2 separate regions of the Sus scrofa genome follow, and region 2 is linked to region 1. Evidence: chromatin contacts called from public HiChIP or PLAC-seq data. All regions are on one chromosome and are shown on one strand. The core of a region is the stretch at or near the end of the contact, and the rest is flanking DNA. Distances in the headings are between cores, read along the strand shown. Region 1 holds the start of ZNF32 (zinc finger protein 32). Region 2 holds the start of ZNF239 (zinc finger protein 239).

The links. HiChIP or PLAC-seq counts read pairs in DNA pulled down with a chosen protein or histone mark.
Region 2: a contact with region 1 is called in an H3K27ac HiChIP or PLAC-seq map of alveolar macrophages. The contact joins the promoter of ZNF239 here to the promoter of ZNF32 in region 1. A contact is called at or near these places in 4 of 47 Hi-C or Micro-C datasets (heart right ventricle, liver and skeletal muscle) and 2 of 2 datasets of contacts at active chromatin or transcription factors (alveolar macrophages and skeletal muscle).

The regions. Positions count from the first base shown.
Region 1 is chr14:92,148,737-92,155,971 of Sscrofa11.1, reverse strand. ZNF32 (zinc finger protein 32) reads right to left here and starts at 4,741. Exons shown (of 3, transcript XM_021073021.1): 1 at 4,638-4,741; 2 at 2,141-2,280; 3 at 1-832. The coding sequence starts at 2,210. The coding sequence ends at 81. It also overlaps the pseudogene LOC102167823.
Region 2 is chr14:92,186,768-92,194,002 of Sscrofa11.1, reverse strand. It overlaps ZNF239 (zinc finger protein 239), which reads right to left and starts at 4,178. Exons shown (of 3, transcript XM_021073009.1): 1 at 3,117-4,178. It also overlaps the pseudogene LOC102167823.

The DNA.
Region 1 (7,235 bases), core at 3,492-5,991:
ACAAAATTGGATAGGTTTTTTTAATCTCAAGGAATTTTATACTCTTAATTCATAAAGAGAACTTCCTTTGAAGAGAACGGTTATAGCGTGAGCCTTTGTGAGCAGCTTCGTTGGTGCACAGCCAGACTCCCTCTCTGAGTGAAGCTTTTCCCACACTGGCCACACAGATAGGGTGTCTCTCCTGTGTGGATTTTTCCATGCAGGATACAATTCCCTCTGGTGTGGAAACTCTTCCTGCATTGTGTGCAGGCATAGGGTTTCAGGCCTGTGTGGACTCTGATATGCACAATTAAACTTCCCTTCTGACTGAAGGCTTTTCCACACTGATCACATCTATAGGGCTTCTCACCACTATGAACTCTTCTGTGAACAGCAAGGTTACTTTGATTCCTGAAGCTTCTCTGACAGATAGCACACTCATAGGGTTTTTGTCCAGTGTGGAGTCTTTCGTGAACGGCCAGACTACCTCGTTGACTAAAGCTTTTCCCACATTCCTTGCACTGATAGGGCTTCTCTCCTGTATGTATTCGTTGATGTGTAACAAGATTGCCTTTGGCCCTAAAGCTTTTTCCACAATGGGTACACTCAAAGGGCTTTTGGCCAGTGTGGATTCTCTCATGTAATGTTAGGCTACCTTTTTGCCTGAAGGATTTTCCACATTCCTGGCACTCATAGACCCTTTGCCTCACTCCAGGTGAATCTTCCTGTAGTGTCTTAGAATCTGGGGATTTTTGTTCCAGCTTCTCTCTTCTGAAAGAATTCTGGAAATCCCAGCTTGAGGATCCTGTGGCCTCAGAGTGATCATATTTGTGGTGGGCTTCTGTCATCACATCTGGTAAAATGAGAGGGAAGTCATGTAAGATGCACCAATATGCTGAGTGAGAAGAATAGGGAAAAAAGAAACAATGCTTTGAGTGCTTATTATGTATCAGACATTAATACTATAAACTTTGCATAGATAATTTAACCCTGAAAACAATCTATGAGATTGCTACAGATAAGGAAATGAAAGCATAGGGAGGCTGTCAAAGATCATGTAGTCAGGTAGGTATAAAATTGGGATTCAGACACAGGCATGCTCCATAGCTGTGTACTGCCTCTAAATTTAGTTTAATTTAGCCTCCCAAATAGTCTTGTGTGATAAACATGATTATCTCCATTTTATAGAAAAGAGGCTCAGAAATATTGAGATAACTATAAAATATCATGTTTAGTCCCATACCCAAGTTTTACCTGACTCCAAAACAGGTATGGATCCAGGTTGTGTAGGGCCTAAAGCTTTAAAATTTTGGAGGGATTCCATTAAGAAAAAGTATAAGAGTAGGTATAGGGCCTTGAAGAAGACCAGTGTAAGGGAAAGATCCTGAAACTTAAGTTTTATTGGCTTCAAAAGGAATCTACCTCTGCTCCATTCTGCTTTCCTAACAGTGGAGTAATCTCCATTATGTCAGAATATATGTAGCAGAATCTTTGATACTTTACACCTATTAATTCTAACCCTTGAAACCCTGCAATATAGAGCTTACTGTTGCACTTTACAGATGAAGAGCCTGGAGCTCAAGAAAATTAAATAACTTGTCTGATACCACAGATTGAGTCAAGGCAATCAAAGAATCTGATCCAAGGATTGTTCTTCCCTTTAAAATCCATGCTATTTCATTTTGCTAAGCTACAGTGGAATTGAAGTCAATTTTGGTTTGGAAGTTATTCTCAACACTTCCTATTCAGATATGATAGTATTTTCCAAAACTGCCCTGCATATGAGCCTCCTACTTCACTTTAAATATGGGTCCATTCATCACTAGTAATAGTTCTCCTGGAGTCATCCAAGGGAGATTTCAACTTGTTCCCCTTCCTTACTTTATCCTTTCTTACTCAGTGATTGTGCTTGATTAAAAACTGCTTATTATTCTTTCAGAGACTACCTCAAGACTACTTCATAATAAGACTGTTCTCTTGATCTGTTTCTACTATTATTTCTAACTCCAACTTGTAGGCTTTCCCTGTAACCCCCGGAAATGGTGAGCTCCACCAAAGGAATGTCTTATCTGTATCCTCAGCCTGTTGAGGACAGCCTGTGCTGAGGACAGGGACACTGATTATTGTGGGCTGAGGGCATCCCAGCAATCAACCAACTCACTGAAAAATGCTACATTCTGGGCATATCTTCCATGACAGTCCAGCAGTGTAGCTGTTGGAAATCCAAACATGTCCACTCCTGCCGTACGACCTTAATCACCACCTCCTCATATGATTCTTCCATGGGCTGCTCTTGAGTACCTAGAGAGGAAAAAACAAACAAAAACAAAACAGAACAACAAAAACAAACATTAAAGGACAGGATGATTGTTAAGTGAGAAGAATGAAGTCAACAGGCGCTCCATTTTGGGGTATGAGTGAATAGAGGAAATGTGGATTGCCTGATGTAATGTCAGACACCTACCATGAAACCACAAGATGGGCCAAAAGGTACCATGACCACTTATAAATATAAGAGTCCAAGAGTAAGCAGAGAAGCCATAAAGCAAACATGTACCTCTTCCTGCTAATGCTAAGATAATGTCCCTCCTATTTGTACCTTAGCTTTTGCAGGTGATTGGAATCTTTTGCAAGTGATTGGAACTTCCTCCATGTAACAGTTTGCTACTTTATCTCTTAGCCCCCAAAGAAATTTAGAATATATAAAAAACAATATTTTACCCTTTACAGTTGGCTCTATGATTGAAATGGCTCCAGCTCTCCTCTCCAGTCCCCACTAGGTTATTGGGACAGAAAAAGAGACTTCCTATATCTTTTTAGCACTTCTTAGGAGGCTCTAGACTCACACCCACACTTCTGCTTTTTGAGATATGAGAAAACCAGTTCTGAGGAAGTATAAATACTTGTCAATTCTTGGAAAAAGAAGACCTACTTCAGACTCCAAAACCAAGCCCAGGGCATTCTGACAAGGGAAATAACTTACCACAAGTCCCAGAGCCAGTAAGGAGTCAAGGTGGAGTAAGGTTCGAATTCAAGACTCTCGGGATCCAAAGCCTAAGTCCAGACAATTCTCTACTTCCTCATCACTAATGAGCTAGTCAGAATTCTTACAAAATGGAATAAAATGGAACAGAGTTTGACCAGACTTTCCTATTCTTCCAGATCCTAGAAATCCTCTTGTTCCACGTTATTTTTTTATTTATTATTTTTTTTTGGAGGGAATATTCTTATTTCAGGACCCTAATTACTGAATTCTTATACTTTATTTATGCAGTGGTTCAGTGTATAATCTTTGTTTTCCTCCAATATTTAACAAGAAAATGCTGACCTCCTGATTTAATGAAATAGCAGTGTGATGCAACAATTCTGTGTTAATCCAAGCATCTGGTCTTCTTGACACCTGCATTTTCTGCTACATATCATGGTGACTGGAGAGGCATTTAAACTCTTAGTTGGCAGATTCAGGTTCAGTTTGGAGTATAAACCACAATGCAATGCCCTATCAAAGTGTCAGGACACTACAGGACCTTTCACTAGGAAGTTCAAGGTGTTACTGCTCAACAGCTGCACATCAGCCAAGTCAACGTAACGTATATGTACCTGCTGCCTAAGGTTGGACTCTGTCCCTGGTGAGTCCAGCAAATAGAGCTTGGAACCGTGGGTAGAATTTACAGCTGTGCCTCTCCACGTGCTGTGAGATATTCAGGAAGAACTCAGATGTGTCTATGGAACCTCTTTGATTAATAAAGGGAATCTGTCATAATTTTCTCCCTAGATTACACAAGTCTGGGGAGTCAATTTCCTAAAGATTTTGGAGAAAGCCACTTTATACTAGAAAACATTTCTTTTCCTATCAGAAAGGCCATTATATCCTGTGGTTTAGAGTTAGGCCATGAGAGATTTGGATTACACTCTCAGTCCTCTCAAATGACATTGGGCAAGTAACCAAACAGCCCTCACTCTATCTCCTCACTTAATAAATACTTTGATAACAAATATGAAGTAGCTCCTGGGCAAATAAAAAACCAATTGTGAAGGGCCTCTGACATGTCCTACAGACTTAAGGCCTAAAGTTGAGAAGTCCTGAGGAGATGACTAGAAGAGGGGGAACTTTTGCTATCTTGAGGATAGTTTCAGGATTAGGAAATTCTGGGTAGGGGTGAGTTTTTCCTCCACACACCTGAATCCAGTTTGTCCTTTCCCATTCTCCACCCAGCGGGGTTTGTCCTTTCTCCCATTCACCCACCCCAGAGAGACACCGCTTTCCCCTGTCCAACTTCTTAAGGCCCTGGGGCACACCTGACTGTGGCCTCCCCGCCCACAGCTCCAGGTGCCAGGCCTTCCCCACACCCCGCCCTGCGGTGCGGCGGAGGGGCCCCCGCTAGTCCGAACAGGCTCTACCCTCCCGCCTCAGGCTCCCCCAACCCCGCGTTCCCGGGCCCCCAGGGCCGCCCTGCGTGCTGGGCCTCAGCACCCCGCTCTCTGGTCCAGATGGACCTTTTCTTGCGGGCCGCAGACCTCTCCCCTCTTAGTTGGCCGCCCTGGGGGTCCAGGCTGGTCAGGCCCGCTCAGGGTCTCGGGGGAGCTCGGGAGCCGTAGCCTGTCGGCGGGGCCCCGCCTCACCCGGGCGCACTGACCCGGCCGGCGGCCTCACTCACCGCAGCGGCGCGCGCCCGCAGACAGACAAAGGCCGGCACCGATCCCACAGCAGCGCCGGCGCGAGCAGACCGGACTACAGCTCCCAGGAGGTTCCGCGCGAGCTGGAGGCTGGGGCCTCGGCGGCCCCGGCTTTCCCGAGCACTGTGGGAAACGTAGTTCGGCGATGCGTCCGGCCTCTCGGGACTCTGCGGGTCCAGGTGATCGCTGGGCGCTCAGGCCACCTCCATATGGTCCTCAGCCGGTGGCGCTGATTCGTTCGCGGGTGTATGTAGAGCGGGCACCAAGAGCGCCGAAAGGCTGCTCAAATTAGCCAGGCGTGTGTAGGCAGCTTGTGAAGTCGTCCGCTGAACCAAGAAACTGAGAATCTGGGTTCTTGCATTAGGTATGGTGGGAGGAAGCTCATTGGGAAGAAATGAGTTGATAAAACCTTGGGTGCTTGGAGGTTTTGTTTTGAGCCATTGGGGGAGCAAAGACTAAGTATTCTGTAGTTAGAGCTCTGAGGCGAGGAGCAGATATTTCAAGCGAAGTCTGTGGCGTTTTGGAACACCAGAGGAGAATTTAGTGAGGTTGGGGAGGAGTCTGGTGGAGGGCTATGCTCTTCTTATCCCGTTAAAGAATTTGCATCCGAAATAATGGGTAAGAGATCCGGTTTGGAATTGTCTTGAATTTGCATGTCAGCTCCACCACTGACTAGCTGCAGAATTCTGGATAGGCTTCTTACCTGGTGGGGAGCCCAGGATGTGGTTAGGTGGCAGCTACAGAGGCTTCTTGAAAGGGCCAGAATCCAAGTCAGGTCACCCTCTTGATACTTGCAGAGCAAAGGCAGGTATGTAAGAACCCAGAAAAAAAAAATCTTTCTGCATGTACCCCCTCTGAGTTTTGGAGAGAAAACACTATTTTCTAGGATAAGAAATTAGATTTTTTTCTTACATGGATAAATTGTAAGTTTTGAAAATCACTCAGCAAGTTAGATGAGCTCTTTTTCATGAGGCTTCTTTGTGAAGTACAGGCATTCAAATCCTGTTGTGTGATCCTAAGAGGGGGCAAGGCTCCCTAAATGCCTTAAGCCACCTTCAAATGTATTTTTATAGGATCCTGGCCTCTGAAAGGGAATTTGGGAGAGGGAAGAATGGTATTAAAATTTTCTATGGCTGAGACTGCTTGGGCTTCCTCCCCGTTTGAATCGCTTTCGTCTTCCTTCATCCTGGAGCTCTCCTCAGTGTAATTCTCTCCAGGTTCCCTGCTCCAGAGCTCCTACGCAGAGGCTAGTTTATCCTATTAAAGGAGAGGTTTCATAAGGTATGTTTCCTCTTACTATGTGTTTGTCCTCTACCCAAAAGTCACCTGTTAAACATTTAACAACAAAAACAAAACATTTAATTTCTCACTGTGTACAAAGTGTAAGTTGATTGCTAAGTGTTAGTTTCACTATCACTAATAACATCATTATTTAAGTTCATTGAACCTGTATGTTCTGAGCCCATTTTAAGCGTCAGGTACTCTGCTGGGCTTTGGACACATAAATGTAAAAAAGATATACTCTCTTCTCCTAGGAAGGGAGCTGACAGTCTAGTTTAGAAGACAAACACACACCTTTCCTCAAAACCCAGGACAGCAGTACAGAAAAGTCCCTGAGTGTGTAGGGGGAACTGCCCTGTAGGCCTGGCTCCTGAAGGCGCCTCAGCACAAATGCAGAGCTTCCTGTGGTGCCTCCTTCATTATTTGCTCCAGAATCACAGAGAGAAAGGGGTAGGGCATTAGGAGGTGAAGCACAGTCATCACATCCTTTCCTTCTAGAGCAGCCACAGACAATTTTCAGTGCCCAGGTGGCACCCAGCAAAGGCCAGTCCTTGCAGCTGACTGGATGGTGCTGTATGAGTGTCTCTGCTCCCTTCTCTCCCAGGGCTGTATCCGCAAAGCTGCAAGGCTGCGTATGTCACCCCCAGGTCTGGGAGTCATTTCCTCCGTTGAAAAACAACACCATGTGCCTAGAAGTCTTATCAGTTCTTTTGAGGTCAGGCTCAGCTGTGGTTGTTAGGATGATCCCACTGTGAAAGCGATGACAAAGCTTTGGTGGAGAAGGCGACTGTAAAGGGGGAATGTTGTCACCTTAACAAATCTGCGTGAATTCTTTTAAGGTGTCTCAGGAAAGTGGGTGCATTGAATAAAAAGTGGAGGAGAGAGCAGTTAGGACTGGAGTTGATGAGACCCAGAAGAGACCCACCCACCACCCTCTTGACAGACACATAGCAGTCTTTACCCAGATCCTGAATGAGGCCCAACCCTTAACCACGGCCTGCATTTTAAGACACCCACTCAACAGAAAGGCACAGAGCTGAGGGAGGGTGTTAGCAGTGTCAATTTGAAAAATTACCAAAGAATTATTCCCTTATTTCACATGCATTTTAAAACATTATGGAACGAAGATAATCTGGTAACTGATTATATGACAAAAGGCTAAACATTTGGCAAAAAAAATGAAAGTATATACTTATCTAACTTCTGTGCCAAAATAGCCTCCAGATTGATTAAATGTAAAATGTAAAACCCAGATCCACAAAAGGCCTAGAAGAATGTATGGTTTAATAGTTTTATAA
Region 2 (7,235 bases), core at 2,929-5,428, 39 kb before region 1:
TATTGATAAACTGAAAAAAGCAGTATAACAATATAAAATATTTAAATCAAAACTATGCTGAGGTACCATTTTCTCCCTGTTAACACTGGAAAAACCCAAAGCCTGGCGACACACACGGCTTGTGAGTATAAATTGGTATCACTCCCCCCTCCAAAGGACATTTTGATAATTAAGTATCAAAGTCACAAACGTACACACTCAGCAGTCCAGCCTGGGGGTTTTATTCTTTAGGTTTCCTGGCATAGTTGTGAAATGATATTTGCACAAGATTTACTCAATGCAGACAGTCTGTGATAGCAAATGACCAGAACCTGGGTAGAGTGAAGTTAGGGACATGAAAGTTTTCAGGAAGTTCCCTTGTGGCTTAGCAGGTTAAGGACCTGGCATTGTCACTGCTGTGGCATGAGTTTGGGAACTTCTGAATGCCACAGGTGAAGCCAAAACAAACAAAGAGAGCGTGAGATCATCAAATTCAGCACTCTCATTTTACAGATGAGAAAACTAAGGTTCATAATGGTGAAGTGACTTATCCAAGGTCACAAAGGGAGAAGGGATAAACGGGACTTCTGTTTTTTTTTTTTTTTTTTTTGTCTTTTTTTTGCCTTTTCTAGGGCTGCTCCTGCAGCATATGGAGGTTCCCAAGCTAGGGGTCTAACTGGAGCTGTAGCTGCCGGCCTACACCACAGCCACAACAACACAGGATCCGAACCAGGTCTGCAACCTACACCATAGCTCACAGCAACCCCAGATCCTTAACCCACTGAGCAAGGCCAGGGATCGAACCTGCAACCTGATGGTTCCTAGTCGGATTCACTAACCTCTGAGCAACGAAGAGAACTCCAGAAATTTATTAACACATGCCAGAATCTTAAATTTCAATATGCTAGCAATCCCTAACTTCGTCATAGTGAATAAACAATCTTCATTAAGGAAGAGACAGAAGGGAAGTAAAATAAGAACACAGGCTTTTACTCAGGTCAATCTTTGCTGAAGTTCTCGATTATTTTTTTTTCTTTCTTTCTTTCTTTCTTCCTTTTTTTTTTTTTTTTTAAACGGGCTTTGTCTAAGGCACATGGAAGTTCCCAGGTTTGGGGCTGAATCAGAGCTGCAGCTGCCAGCTTACACCACAGCTGCTGCAACACCAGATCCGAGCTGCATTTGTGACCTATACCACAGCTCACGGCAATGCTGGATCCTTTAACGTACTGAGCAAGACCAGGGATTGAACCCGTATCCTCATGGATACTAGTCAGATCCTTAACCTGCTGAGCCACAATGGGAACTCCCTCTCAATTATTTTCAAGGCACTGAGATGTCACACTCAGTATCTGAGTCAGCTTACTGTCCTTTTAAACAGATTTTTATTTATTTATTTATTTTTGTCTTTTTAGGGCCGCACCTGCAGCATATGGAGGTTCCCAGGCTAGGGGTCAAATCCCAGCTGTAGCCGTCGGCCTATACCACAGCCACAGCCACGCCAGATCCAAGCCATGCCTGCCACCTACATCACAGCTCACGGCAACACCAGATCCTTAGCCCACTGAGCGAGACCAGGGATCAAACTGGCAAACCTCATGGTTCCTAGTTGGATTTGTTTCTGCTGTGCCATGATGGGAACTCCTTAAACAGGTTTTTATAAGCACACATGGTGTTTTCCCATGGATGTGAGGACTAAGCAAAAAGATGGTTTTGTTGGTGATATTGTTAAGAACTAATTTTTTTTCTTCCTTAAAATCCAGTCTGTACATCTGAAACACTGTAAATCAACTATACTTCCAATTTAAAAAAATAATTTCATCTAATTATAAAAAAAAATCCAGCCTGATATTTTATTCAAATAATTTCTGATGTGATGACCTGTTTAGTTATGGAGAAGGAAGTGCATGGAGTTAGAAAACATGGGGTTTACTTCTGGCTCTGCTGCTCTCTGCAATAAAAGACATGGTGTTCCCCTTTAGCTCCCTCAGAATTTGACCTCTCCTCTGTAAGATAACGGCACCAAGGCAGAGAAGGGGCTGGCTAACCCCTTCCTTTTCAAAAATTCTATGATACTGACAGTCTTGACCTAACTTCCTAGAAATGGTTTTATGGAAACCAATGAGAAATTGGTCTTTAAAAAAATGCTGCATGGTAATTCAACTTCTTGTACCAATTAAACATGTAGATATGCTGGTATAAGCAACAAAACAATGAGAGCATGCAAGATGAGCAACCTATCTTATCTACCTAGGTGGTAAGTATGTAAAGAAATATCCAAGTATGTAGAGAAATATGTCACAATAAATTTTTGGATGTACAAAGATCAAAGGGATAAAAAAGGAGTGAAATTCTCCTTTTGGTAGGTGTGGGGGAATGATGCCTAGGAACCTTAATTCTTGGAGTTCCCTTCGTGGCTCTGTGGTTAACAATCCTGACTCGGTCTTAATTCTTAAAGAACACCTCTGATAATTGTGACGCACAGCCTGACTGAAGAGCCATTTCTGGGAGTGATCTGGTAACTACTCTGCTGTTATTTAACAAATTTCCTCATGTTTTTGATCTTTCGTGTTTAATAAATCATTGTTAATGTGCATACTTTTTTAATACACATCATCTGCTCATGACAAAAAGCACAGTTGTTTATAATTCTGTTTGTTTTCTTGAGACCACTAGATTGTGCATGTCACAACTCTGAATGAATTTCAATGTGAGTGAAATGTCTGGCAGGAAAAGGCATGGTTTGAGACACAGGACCAGACAAAAATGCTATGTGGAGTCTTTAATAAAAGAGCATAGCCCAGTGCTCTCGGGAGTGGGCCAAATTCATGGAAGCAGTGTAGTTCAGTGAAAACTGAGGTGGAATTTAAAGTCGCATGTTTTCTGTGCAGACCCTGATGACATCATTTGATAACCATACGCTCTTAGTATCTTAATGTTCTTACACTCATGTTTATAAGATGTTTTATGTCTCACGCTGAAGTATGACAATAAAAAGAAAAAACATAGAGAACCAAGACGGGACCTGACACCAGACAGGCACTCAAGTTAATCCTGATGTCCTTCCCAAGAAAAGAAAGGAAAGGAGAGGAAGGAAAGGAAAGTATTTCCAGTCTCAGAGAAGAAAAACTCCAACTCACCTGGAACTCGGTCATTTCCTCTTGTCAGCAAGGACAGACTCCTGGAAAGGTAGAGTTAGGGAAAGCGAAAAATCCATGTAAATCACGTCCACTTTGCAGGACACAGACAAGCCAATCCAGCAAGACTGTAGGAAAAAAGTTACTCAGCTCCTGCAACCTTCCTTCATACACCCTCTGCTGGGGTACCCTTCCTGTCTCTCCATGCTGCACCTCCCTCACCTCTCTCCACTGGGCTTCGGATCAAATATGCCAAGCCTCCCCCGCAAACCCACCAGGGTAAGAAATTCCCATCCTTCCCAGCAGCTCTTAAGATGTGCCCATTTCCCCAGGCTTCGCGGATTTTTTTGCCCTCAAGTTCTAGTTAGAGCAGTAGGAGCTGTCGGGTTAGATGTATCGCCTCTCCGGAGAGATTTCGGCTGCCCGACACCTGACGGCCTGACTCGTTTCTGGGGTGCACGGCCTGTGACGCACTCTCTTTTCACCGAGGACAGGGCTGTGGGGATGGAAACTTCAGTCCCTCAAAGGCCCCCTCTCGGTCCCTTAACGTCCACCGAAAATCTCCTTCGAGTAGGGCCAGTCACCGGCGTGGAAAAGGCCGGTATGGCCAACTGCGAAGCTCCCAGGCCAGCCGAGGCCGGAGCTCAGGCAGGCGAGAGGAGGGCCATTCGGAACCGCGGGCGGCTCAGCAGTGGGGGCCGCCTGGTCTCAGGTGATCGCCGCCGATCCTGGGAACGCAGCAGCGGCCGAAGCGCGTGGGCACACGTGCGGCCCGCGTTCTCATCTCCGCCAGGGCGCGCGCCCTCCCACGGCCGCCCGCCAGGCTTCCGGGTCCCTGCGGTCCAGCGCCTGCCCCGCAGCGTTCCCACAACTAGACAGCCAGATGCTTCGCTGCGGGCTGCTCCGGGCTGCGCCTTCTGCCAGACAGCTCTCACCTCCCACTTGGAGTCGGACACCTGGAAGCGCAAGATTCGCAACACTGGCAACACTGACCCGCACCCGCGCCTATGTGCCGAACTACAAGTCCCAGAAAGCCGCGGGCGGACCACGCCCACTTCCGGCGCCGCCCTGGGACCTAGCGCGGCGCGGCGTGGGAGGATAGTATCACGAGCTCCGTCCAGTGCCCTTCGCGGTTGTTTGAGGTCTGCGTCTGGTTCCTTGGAGTTATCCGTGTTAGTGCGTCTGTGTGTTTTAAATTATAAACGCATAAGAATTATTTTAGGAATACTCATTAAAGTGTATTTTCGTTTTATTAAAGCGCTAATGGGGTTAAAGAATGTACATTACCCGTAATTTTTTCCTCTCCTTCAAAAATCAGAAGTTCATTCATTTAGCGGCTTATACAAATATGCTTTTTGAAAACAAAAATGAGGTCATGCTGTATATAGAGGCCTGCAGTTTGATTTGTAAAATTTGATAGTACTGTGTATCATAGATTACACAGAAACCTTTCTCTCTGAGGCCCTTTTAGTTCTTAATGCCTTCAAGGGAATGGCACCAAAATTCTCCTCAGTGGCTTCTCCATTGTTTTCACCCCTCACTGAATGACACAGGGATGCTCACTTGGTCTCTCTGGAATACTTTCCCTTCAGATTAATCCTGGAGATGAAAGAGCTGTTTTCTAGTCCTCTCGTCTTTGTCTCTCCCCTTCTTGGTGTAGTTTCCAGTTGCTGCTGTAATAAATTACCATAAACTTAGTGACGTATCACAGACGCAAATTTCATCTTTTACAGTTCTGGGAGGTCGGAAGTCTGAAATCAGTTTCACTGCACTAAAGTCAAGGTGTCAGCACTGCTGGGTTCTTCTGGAGGTTCTAGAGGAGGATCTATTTCCTTGCCTTTCTCAAGGTAATTCATGGTCTATGTTCCTTGGTTTGTGATCTCTTCCTACGTCTTCAAAGCATATGACTCCAATCTCTGCTTCCTTTGAAGTTAATAAGGTAGCTTGATAGTTACTTTCTCTGGTGCAGACTCTTCCAGAGAACTAACTACATGTGATTACATCAGGCCCACTTGGTTAATCCAAAACAATCTCTCCACATCATGATCTTAAATTTTGTCACATTTACAAATCCCTTTTTGCTCTATAAGGTAGCACTCATGGTTTCTGGGGATTAACGTGGATATTTTAGAGGGCCTACCACATTTGGAGAGCCTCCTCCTCGGAGGTGCTCTCCTGCCTTTGGTCTGGGGAACAAAAGATCTCTCTGGGACCTGATGTTCCCCTAAATCTTCCCTATCCATCCCATCACTCTTGCCCTGACTCTCACGCCTTTATGTTCTCATTTTCCACCCCACCCAATTTAGAGGGAGTGGCTCATAATTATGATCAGTGTCTTGCTCCTATCTTCCTTGGTTTTATTTTCCTGATAAAATATCAAATCTAGTTGAATCCAACTCCTTGCCTATTTCACACCTGTACCTGTGTAGCAGATGTGTCCTGAGAAAAATATGGCTCTGGTGATTGGTCTCACTTTCAGTTTATGACTGCTAAGGTCAAGTGGGCCGTCAGTGCTGCTCAATTATCCCATTACACTTTCTTAGTTCATTCATTCTCCTAAATGACTATCTCACAGTTTCTCGTCTTTCTTCAAGCCTCCAATAACTACTTCTCTCATCTCAATCACAGCTGATGACCCTTGCTTTCTCTGAGAAGAGAGAACTTTTATACCCTCACACAAGCACATCTGCCCACCTCTTTCCACTGGAGCCTATTTTTTCTACCTTCCATTCTGAATGAACCGCCCCAGTTTCTATTTAAGAAAACTTGGAGTTCCCATTGTAGCTCAGTAGGTTAAGAATCGGACATGGTATCCATGAAGATGCGGGTTCAATCCCTGGCCTCGCTTGGTGAATTAAGGATCTGGTGTTGCTGCAAGCTGTGATGTAGGTCTCAGATGTGGCTTGGATCCTGGGTTGCTGTGCCTGTGGTGTAGGCTGGGGGAGTGGGGAGGGGGAAAGAAAAGAAAGAAAACTCTCCGTTTGTACCCTGAATCTTATCCCCTTCCTCACACATGAGGGCATTCCCTTCTCTCTTCTGTGTTATCAATTTTCATTCTGTAAGAACTTGGGAGATCTTCATTTGGGGGCTATATCTTCTGTGTGTTAAGGTCTTGGGAGGAGCACTAGTCAGGGAGCATCTGAGTCCTTAAGTCTATCTGGGAAGCCCTTAGGAGACATGCAGAATTAAAGGTGGAGGCACTTCTCTTTCTTCCTGGGTGATCTGCTTTGGGCTCGTGGCCCAGTGTTCATCCTTGCCTATGAACAGCACTGTGCAGTAGGGGTTCTTCCTCATTCACTCTTCTTTTTTATTTTTTTTTAATTTTTAAAGAATTTTTTAATGTTTTTATTTTTTTTGTCTTTTTGCTATTTCTTTGGGCCGTTCCCGCGGCATATGGAGGTTCCCAGGCTAGGGGTCCAATCAGAGCTGTAGCCACCAGCCTACGTCAGAGCCACAGCAACGCAGGATCCGAGCCGCGTCTGCAACCTACACCACAGCTCACGGCAACGCCGGATCGTTAACCCACTGAGCAAGGGCAGGGACCGAACCCGCAACCTCATGGTTCCTAGTCGGATTTGTTAACCACTGTGCCACGACGGGAACTCCTCATTCACTCTTCTTAAAAGGAAGGCACAGAGGCTGTGAGAGAGAGGCAGTGACTTGCCCAAGGTCCTGCTACTACTAAATGGCAGAGCCAGTGTCCAAACCCAGCACCTTGGGTATTGAACTGGGTCACTTCCACTGTAGCACATTTTTCATCTCATCTTTTCAGCACATCACAGTTGGAACAGGTCAGGCTAGAGATGAGGAGAGGATTTTCTGTTGGACCCCTTGGGCCCCACCTCCCAGTCCAGCCTGCTGGGGTGATTGCTCCAACCCAGAAGTGCCCCAGACCAAGCTGCGTAGTGGCAGATGCAGACCTGGCCATGCTGGACTCCTGAGAAAGCTGGAGAAACCACAGTTAGAGCTGGAAAAGGGAGTCCAGGGCTCTTGTGTAGATTTGAGCCCTTTTTCAACCCGTTTGGCTCCTGACTGGAGCAGGGGCTCACAGAGCTCTTTCCTTCCAGATCTCTTGGATCTCTGAGTTACAAGAATGTCTGCAGCTCTATTATCTGACCTGTT